Linked DNA regions of Mus musculus: all the other regions are linked to region 2. Evidence: chromatin contacts called from public Hi-C and targeted proximity ligation data. All regions are on one chromosome and are shown on one strand. The core of a region is the stretch at or near the end of the contact, and the rest is flanking DNA. Distances in the headings are between cores, read along the strand shown. Region 1 overlaps Il33 (interleukin 33). Region 2 holds the start of Ermp1 (endoplasmic reticulum metallopeptidase 1). Region 3 holds the start of Cd274 (CD274 antigen).

Evidence for each region. A called contact is a pair of places that touch in the nucleus more often than the background predicts.
Region 1: a targeted proximity ligation map of pancreatic cancer cells shows a contact between it and region 2. A contact is called at or near these places in 3 of 39 promoter capture datasets (the C10 cell line and liver), 1 of 484 Hi-C or Micro-C datasets (embryonic stem cells), 7 of 130 datasets of targeted methods (the 230-238 cell line, the NIH/3T3 cell line, bone marrow-derived macrophages and 4 more) and 2 of 9 other capture datasets (adipose tissue and liver).
Region 3: a Hi-C map of CD8 T cells shows a contact between it and region 2, with 2.5 times the contacts expected there. A contact is called at or near these places in 9 of 39 promoter capture datasets (the 3T3-L1 cell line, the C10 cell line, hippocampal neurons and 4 more), 10 of 484 Hi-C or Micro-C datasets (CD4 T cells, CD8 T cells, LSK cells and 7 more), 4 of 130 datasets of targeted methods (effector CD8 T cells, memory CD8 T cells, pancreatic cancer cells and 1 more) and 2 of 9 other capture datasets (adipose tissue and liver).

The regions. Positions count from the first base shown.
Region 1 is chr19:29,938,946-29,941,645 of GRCm38.p6, forward strand. The region is part of intron 1 of Il33 (interleukin 33); the gene reads left to right. Among named protein-coding and RNA genes, the nearest start is that of Gm41832, 13 kb to the left of the region's middle.
Region 2 is chr19:29,647,047-29,649,746 of GRCm38.p6, forward strand. It overlaps Ermp1 (endoplasmic reticulum metallopeptidase 1), which reads right to left and starts at 1,369. Exons shown (of 15, transcript NM_001081213.2): 1 at 990-1,369. The coding sequence starts at 1,309.
Region 3 is chr19:29,365,828-29,368,715 of GRCm38.p6, forward strand. Cd274 (CD274 antigen) reads left to right here and starts at 1,611. Exons shown (of 7, transcript NM_021893.3): 1 at 1,611-1,679. It also overlaps a transcript of Plgrkt not described here.

The DNA.
Region 1 (2,700 bases), core at 201-2,700, 290 kb after region 2:
TATGTAATAAATTAATATATTTACAATATACTAAATGTATAATGTAAATTCCAAAAATGTGTCCCTGGTTGGGAATAGAAAAAAGAGAAACTGAAACAAACACTTTATTCCTATTTGATATTTCATATTTATTTTGAATTTCTATAAAAGTCATTTATGTATTTACTTACTAAGTTTTACTTAAAAACCTATTCTATATGTAGGAGAAAAATTTGTTTTGCCCTTCAGAGTTAAACTAAAGCCAAAGGTCTATGTGTTAAGCACATCCTTCACGTGGTTACACGCACCTTTCCTCTAGTGCTAACAGTTCTGAATACATAAAAACAAAATGAAACAGCAAACACCACTGTGGGCTCACCTGTGCGTGGGAGCTAACAGTGGACAGAGGGGACCAGGATGGCATCCTAGGAGTGAAAAAGGAGTAGGTGCAGAAGCAGGTACCCAAGGGGGATTCTGGGAGACAGGAGACACCACGCAGGACACATACACTCGCCTTGCTTTTAAGACAGGAAACCTGATAGAACAGTGAAAGGTCCAAGAAGTGGGGGTGGGGATATGCAGTATGGGGATCCTGAGCCTAGGATCCTAGGACCAGGAAGCCAGTCTATCTTTTTCAAAATCACACCAAACTTAATGCACACACATCAGGGACATTCAAAACACGTGTAAGTATAGAGTAGGTTTTGAGAGGAAGCCAGGAAATAAAAGGATGCCCTGAGCTGAATAAATTGAATGGTCAACCTAAGATTGGAGAGCATGGGCCAGCCGGAAGGTCAGCTACTCTACTTTAGGAAGTGTCGCCACCCAAGAACAAGAAGTCTGAGTCCCATTAGGATAAGATAAATAAAACATTAGGATTACGCTCCAGGGGTCAAAATGAAACATTTTCCGGCATCACTGGCAAGGACAGGTGAGCCAGGCTCTGCAGGTGTGGAAGCAGGTGGGCACTGATGAGTGACAGACACCTGTGCCCTATGACGTAAAAGGTACAGGGTGTGGAGGGAGATGATAGAGGCTGATGGGGAGGACACTATATCCAAAGAAGCAACAGCAAGGCAGAGCAGAGAATCACAGATAATAAAAGCTGGGGCTGGAGAGAAGGCTCGTGCTTAAAAGCACCTGGTATGCTTCCGGAAGACCCAAATTGGGTCCCTAGGATCTATGTGAGAGAGCTCACATCTAATACCCTCTTTTGATCCCCTTGGGCAAAAACAGGTATGTGTGTGTGTGTGTGTGTGTGTGTGTGTGTGTGTGTGTGTGCAAATTAATTTTTAATAATTAAAAACCAATACTAAGTGCCTCTCACTTTAAAGGCTTAAAGGAAATCTTTCCAGTAATAATGTGGTCCTCGCCCTCTTCTGGAGGGTGATCTGTCTAGACTCATTGCTTTGTCAGCTTTCTCCAGGGAGCACTTCCTTTCCCAGGGAGAGGGAAATTTCAGAGCAGTGGGAGGAAGGAAAGAGAAAGTAACTCAGCTCCGAGGAGGAGGGAGCTTTCACGACAGCTTTCCCTTCCCTTATTCCAGCCTCCGCCTGAAAGGAAGTGAAAACCAAGAGGGCACAGAGTTGGTGTAAGAGACCCACTGTGCGTCAGCATTGTCCTGTGATGAAGTCACTCTGTCTTAGAAAGCTTAGCCATCGACTATCAGCTAAGACCATGTGATGGTTTCAACTTGATATAACTTACAATGTCTGGAGAAAAGAGCCTAATCAAGGGGGTGTGTGCAGCGGGCCACACTGTACGGATGGCTTTGGGGGATGGTCTTGGTTAATGGACGTGGAGGGATCTAGCCCACTGTGAGTGGCACAATTCCCTGGTGAGGAGGAGGGGACTTCTAAGCAGTATAGGAATGGAGAAACTGAGCTGAATGCAAACAAGCCAGCCCGTAAGCATTTGTTTCCTTCTCTTGACTGCGATGAGATGTGAACAGCTGTTTAAAGTTCCTGTCTTGACTTCCCCCACGGGGGTACATAACCTGAAATTATGAACTTAAGTAAAACCATCCTTTTCCCAAGTTGCTTTTTGTTGGAGTATTTTATCACAGCTGTAGAAATAAAACTAAAGCAGATCATTTGGGGACACTGCCTCTTTCTATGCACTAGCAATATGTCTTTGAGATTCCCATCACAGACTCATGAATCTTCTCATGTTAGACCATAAAGGCTTGACACAGCATAAACTAGAACTTAGGCCCTGGAATTCAACATCATCCCATTCTAGCAATGTTCCCCATGCCTTCAGGGAAAGAGCTTGTTATCAGATCCGGCTTTACTTACAATTAGCAGTGTGGCCCTTGCCAGACCATCCCTGGGCAAGAGGTGAGCTACTGTTTACGCCGCTAACAGGGAGATAACCATATGCAAATAGCTAGTGAAAAGGCTCCTGGCTCACATAAGATGAATGGCCAAAGCTGTGAAGCTGTAGTCACCTCACGGACACTGTCCTCACTCAGGAGTGTCTTAATGGCTACAGATGACTCAGCAGTTAAGAGCGCATGCTGTTCTTGCGAAGGACCTGGGTTTAGCTGCCAGAACCCACATATGGCAACTCACAACCACTGGTAAATCCAGTTCCAGGGATCTGAGACCCTCTTTAGCCTGTGTAGGCACACACTCACACACATGCATGGTGTGCATAAATGCACACAGGCACGTACAGTGCACATACATTTTTTTAAACAATATATATATTATATGTTGT
Region 2 (2,700 bases), core at 119-2,618:
AGTGGAGGCGCAGGTCTTTAATCCCAGCACCTGGGAGATAAAGGCAGAAGGATTTCTGTGAGTTAGAGGCCAGCCTGGTCTACAGAGGGAGTTCCAGCCAGGGCTACACAGAGAAACCTTATCTCGAAAAATAAACAAGTAAATAAATAGAATAAAAAAAATAAAAAATGGGGCTGGTGAGATGGCTCAGTGGGTAAGAGCACCCGACTGCTCTTCTGAAGGTCCTGAGTTCAAGTCCCAGCAACCACATGGTGGCTCACAACCATCCTTAAGGAGATCTGACTGGTGTGTCTGAAGACAGCTGCAGTGTACTTACATATAATAAATAAATAAATATTTAAAAAAAATAAAAAATAAAATAAAATAAAAAATGTTGAACCCTATACAATCCGTAGTACAGAAGAGCCATAGACCATCTGCGACCTTCAGAAATTACAGGCATAATTCTGTCTGGATGTACTCTGAGTCTCCTTCCACAGCTTTCAGATATGAGGGCTGTGGTGCTTAGAAAGGTTAGCACGCACTACATTACTCCTCTCCCACACCATCCCAGAAAGACTTGGTAATGCAGCCCTGGCACAAAAACCTCACTCTCCATCTCATTTTAAATGCAGAGAACTAACCAAAGTAAAAAGTGGAAGTTGCTCGAGAAAGAGAGGAGAATGATGAAGCGTGTGAACAACCAATCATCTGCAGGAGGAAGAGAGTGGATGAGAAAGCAGACTCAATCGATCTGGCCACCCCAAGAAAGCGAAAGAGGGAGCCGAGGAAGCCCGGAGTACCCGCAATTCAGACCCCCGGAGGACGCGCAGGATCATCCCACTTCCCACCGAGGTGCGCCCAAGGACCCCGGGACTCTGCATACAGCAGCGCCGGCCTCCTCCGCCTGGGGCACAGTGGCGCCGGGCTCACCCGCGCGGGACTCACCCACCAGGCGCTCCCCCACCCCGGGGCCGCAGAGGACTCGCGGCCGGGCCGATCGGCCGTACCTGGCTTGGCGCGCGTCGAACTCGCCCTGGAGCCCCGAGGTCCGGCTCAGCACCAGCCGCTGCAGCGAGAGCTGCACGAGCGCCCGCAGCGCGAGCAGGTAGAGTGCGAGCGCCAGCGCCGTGCGCGCCTCGGACAGCGCGGTCTTCGCAACCCGGCTCCCGCCGCCGTTCTCCGTCTTCCCCCACATCCTCCCGACGCCCTTCGCATCCTCCTGCGCTGAGGCCTCTCTCTGCCGGTGCGACGCGGCCGCCTCTCCCTCCCGACGCTCCGCGGTGCCGCGGTGCCGCCGCACAGCCGCTGACTCCGAGCTCCACTCCATGGCGGCAACTGCCACCACCAACCGCCCCAGCCTGCGACAGTCCGGGCCACCGCGGCCTCCGCAGCGCCTCCTAGTGAGCGGACGGAAACTGCAGAGGGCCAAATTTCTTCTGATTGGCTGGTCCGCCTCGCTGTTCCCTGGTGCCTGAGTCTGAGATCTTTGGTGGCACAGGCTGACACCCAGCCTGGTGCCAGCAGACTGTCAAAGGGAAAAACACCCATAAACCTAGAAATGAGCAGCCCTAAGCAAGAGAGAAGTGCAAGGCCGCTTTAACAGAATACACGAGGCATTTATCCTGCGCTGGGCTGATGAATACTGGGAAAAGGAGGATTCTGCCTACCAAATCAATAAGTAAGACTTCACAACCAGGACTGGACAAAGGTGTAATCCTGGCACTAGGAAGGATGGCCACAGGAGGATCCCTATTTTGTGCCTAGAGTGGAATACATAACAAAGATCCTGTCTTTTAAAAAAAATTTTTTTGGAAAAAAAAAAAAAAGCATTTGTAATCCCAGCACTCAGGATTTACACAAATTAGAGGCCTGCCTGGTCTACGTAGAGAGTTCCAGGCCAACCAGGGCTACAAAGGTGAGCAGCTAGAGGAGGCAGGGAAGGAAGTAGGGAGACACAGAACCCCAATTACCAGGGCTAGTGCTGTTTTCATTTAACAGATAACAATACCTATAATTTAATGAATAGCTGCTGAGTCAAGCAGTGTGCTAAGTACAGACTTTGAAAAGAAAATATTTTCATTCCTATTTAATATTGAAGAACATAAAGACAGCAAATGAAGGACAAATGGGATCCCAAGACAGCCTTCTGCTCTGTTCCGCGGACACACAGGGCACTCTAAAAACAAAGGTTCCGAAGAAATATTCTTTTTTATTAGATATTTCATTTTTTATTAGATATTTTCCTCATTTACATTTCAAATGCTATCCCGAAAGTCCCCTATACCCTCCTCCTGCCCTGTTCCACAACCCACTCACTCCTGCTTCGTGGCCCTGACATTCCCCTGTACTGGGGCATATGATCTTTGCAAGACCAACGGCCTCTCCTCCCAATGATGGCCAACTAGGCCATCCTCTGCTACATCTGCAACTAAAGACACAGTTCTGGGGTGTACTGGTTAGTTCATATTGTTGATCCTTCTATAGGGTTGCAGACCCCTTCAGCTCCTTGGGTACTTTCTCTAGCTCCCGAAGAGATATTCTTGAACTAACAAGATGGATCAGAAGATAAATGTGTCCATCCCTGATTTCCCCCAAGGCCTGACAACCTTTCATTTCCCTACTAGGCCCATGGTGGAAGGAGAACACCAGCTCCCACAAGGTGTCTACTGACCTAAGCACACACGAGTGTTCAAATACAAACACACAATTCATACAAAC
Region 3 (2,888 bases), core at 361-2,860, 280 kb before region 2:
TGTGCACGTGTATATACACACACATATGTTTAGACTGAATTTCCACATATAAAGTCTATATTTTATTTTCAGTCAGCCAACTAATGTTATCTCTAACTTTAATTGCTTTATTCTATTATTGGGGTTCAAAAGACATTTGGAAGAGGGACTATCTCAGCTGAGGCTCTGGTCTTATTCCAATTTTATTGTTGCTGTTTAGAGTGCCACATTCTCTATAGATCCTTTAGGCAGCATCAACCCCAATGACTTCCAAGTTAAAAATGGAGATGCTTTGAGAATGTGAAAATCTCATTACAACTAAGCCAGCGGACACCCCAGTATTCACCCAGTGCACTACTTTGGAATAGTAGTTTTAGTAAGTAAGTGGGGGAAAGCAGAGAATGAAGAAGGCCCTTGAAGTCCAACAGTGAAATGTTTAAAGATGACAGTGCTCTGTGGAGTTCCCAAGGTTTTGTCTTGGAAAAAGTCCACACTTCCAGTTCGCAGAAAGTCTTTCTCAACATCATTTAGAATAGACTTCCCCCACCTGGATCCCGAGACTGGCCGTGATCCACAGCGTTCACAAAGGGCACGGTTCGAGATGGGAAGTTCTTGAACGGCAAGACAACTGGTTTCATTATGTCGAGGAACTTTGAGGAAGTCACCAAATCCACGATTTAAAAATATATTTCCTATTATACAGACACACCTACTTTCTAGAATTAAAACTGAGTCATTTGCTTGATATTAACTCTATAGGTTGTATAACTCTATATGTAAAGTCATGTCAAGACTGTCACGTATCCACGTATCCAGAAAGGGCTTGAAAGAGATGGGGAATCGGATGGTAATTTGAAGTGTCTGGATTCTGAAGATAAAATTTAAGTCAGAGATCTTATGACTTCAGATATTTTGCTTCTAAAGCGCTCACTGCTCAAGCCTGAAGATTTGAAATTCGGGTCCTCATTACCCATAATAAATGCAGTGATGGCCCATTTCTGAGACCCTAGCCCTGGCAGCAGGGGCGCGGATGGGGATCCCTGGACCACGCTGGCCGGCTAGTTTGGCCAGCTGCGAGCCCGAGGTTAGGTAAGAGAGACCCTCTTTCAAAAATCAAGGTGGGAGCTGTAGAGGAAGGCAACCTATGTGGATCTCCAAGCACACGCTCCCCCCCACCCCCACCCCCGACCTCAGGTTCCACTCCCACCCAAAATAGAGCTGAGTTGTTTACTCTGGACTGTTTCTTTGAGGGAACCTGATTTACAAGAAAGCTAATGCAGGTTTCACTTTCACTTTTAGTTTCGTTTTTAAATAGTGTTTGTTTGTTTTTGTTTTTATCGACAGCCTCTCAGTAGCAGCCCGGTTGTCTTGGAGCTCTCTCTATAGACCAGAGACTCACCTGCCACTGGCTCCTGAGTACTGGAATTAAGGCGTGTGTCACCGCACCGAAGCCTAGTTTCGTTTTTTCTTAAACTGTGAATATCCCAAAGCTGACTCTAAAGTCATCCGCAGGAAATACTATGAGATAAACTCATGCTCAAAGGGACTGGGTGGCTTCGGTTTCACAGACAGCGGAGGTTGGACAAGGCTTCCGCGGAGTGGGCGGGGCTCTGAACTCGAGATAAGACCAGGAAATCGTGGTCCCCAAGCCTCATGCCAGGCTGCACTTGCACGTCGCGGGCCAGTCTCCTCGCCTGCAGGTAAGGGAGCATCTTCTCGCGGAATCCGCTTGCAGGGCACTTTAAAGAGCCAGAATCCCTAGACCTTTTTAGGACGGAGAAGGGAACCGGTTTCCTGGGAAAGTTAAGAACTCAGAATCCGCAGTTTTGTGTGTTTATGGATCTTGTGGGTAGGTAGCTGGGTCAGAAGAGATGAATTAATTGGTCCTAGCGCGACTTGACTGTTTGCTAGCAATGACTGGGTCTTTCCACTTGAAGCATCTCCGGAGGTCCCTTCCTCTGTCGAGGTCTAGGATGCTGGAGCTTAAGATTTTCATTCTATCTGCCCAGAGAACCTAAAGGATTTTTGGAAGAAAATGTCCCAAACAGTTCTTAGATACAGTGACCTAGGCTATGTTAAAGTTTAGGTTGGGGTTGTCATAAGAGGTGAAAGTACAATATTCTATCTTTTTTTAAAAATAAATTATTACAGGTGCTTTCCTATGAATTACTTAGCCAGTTTTTTTTTAATTGCTATATTCCATTGTGCTGGGTTATTAAAGGGCATCACTCTCCCACTGAGGAATGCACAGGTTAGTAATAGTGCCTTACTAGCTCAGTCATCCACTGACCATCTGTGTATGTGACTGTCTGGAATATGGCTAGGTATTTCATTTAGATAAACTCTTATATGTATAAGTACTTCATTATGTTTGAGTGTCTGAAAGGCCTTTGTGTAGAAAAAAAAAAAACAACAACCTGAGAATACATTCCAGAAAGTATCCGCAGCTGATGATGATAGTGACCAAGCGGTGTTTAAGGAGAACTTTATACAGGGAAAATATTCACCTTTCCCAGCTGAGCATCATAGATAGGAAGACATGATAGTGGTTATATGCTGCTCTAAGGAGGGATGGAGAAGGGATGGATTTGAGCACAGGGTTCAGGATCATTTGATAGAATTTGAAAACTGGGTAAATTTTCACTCTTTTGAGAAAGGAAGTTTGCATCTGCTTCCCCTCCCCGCCCCAGGCACTCTTCCCCCCCCCATCCCCCCCCGTGCCCCCCCCCCCCATGGGAAGATAAAGAAGTGGCGTTCCAAGATCTTCATCTGGACTTCCCCTGGGACAAACCTATTTCCCCATCTTGAATGAGCGTCACTTCTTTACTTTAAACTCTGTTCTGTGAAAGGCTCTCAGCTCTTGTCTGGGAATTTGTGAAAGGTTACAGTTTCTTGCCGGAGGGAGGGAG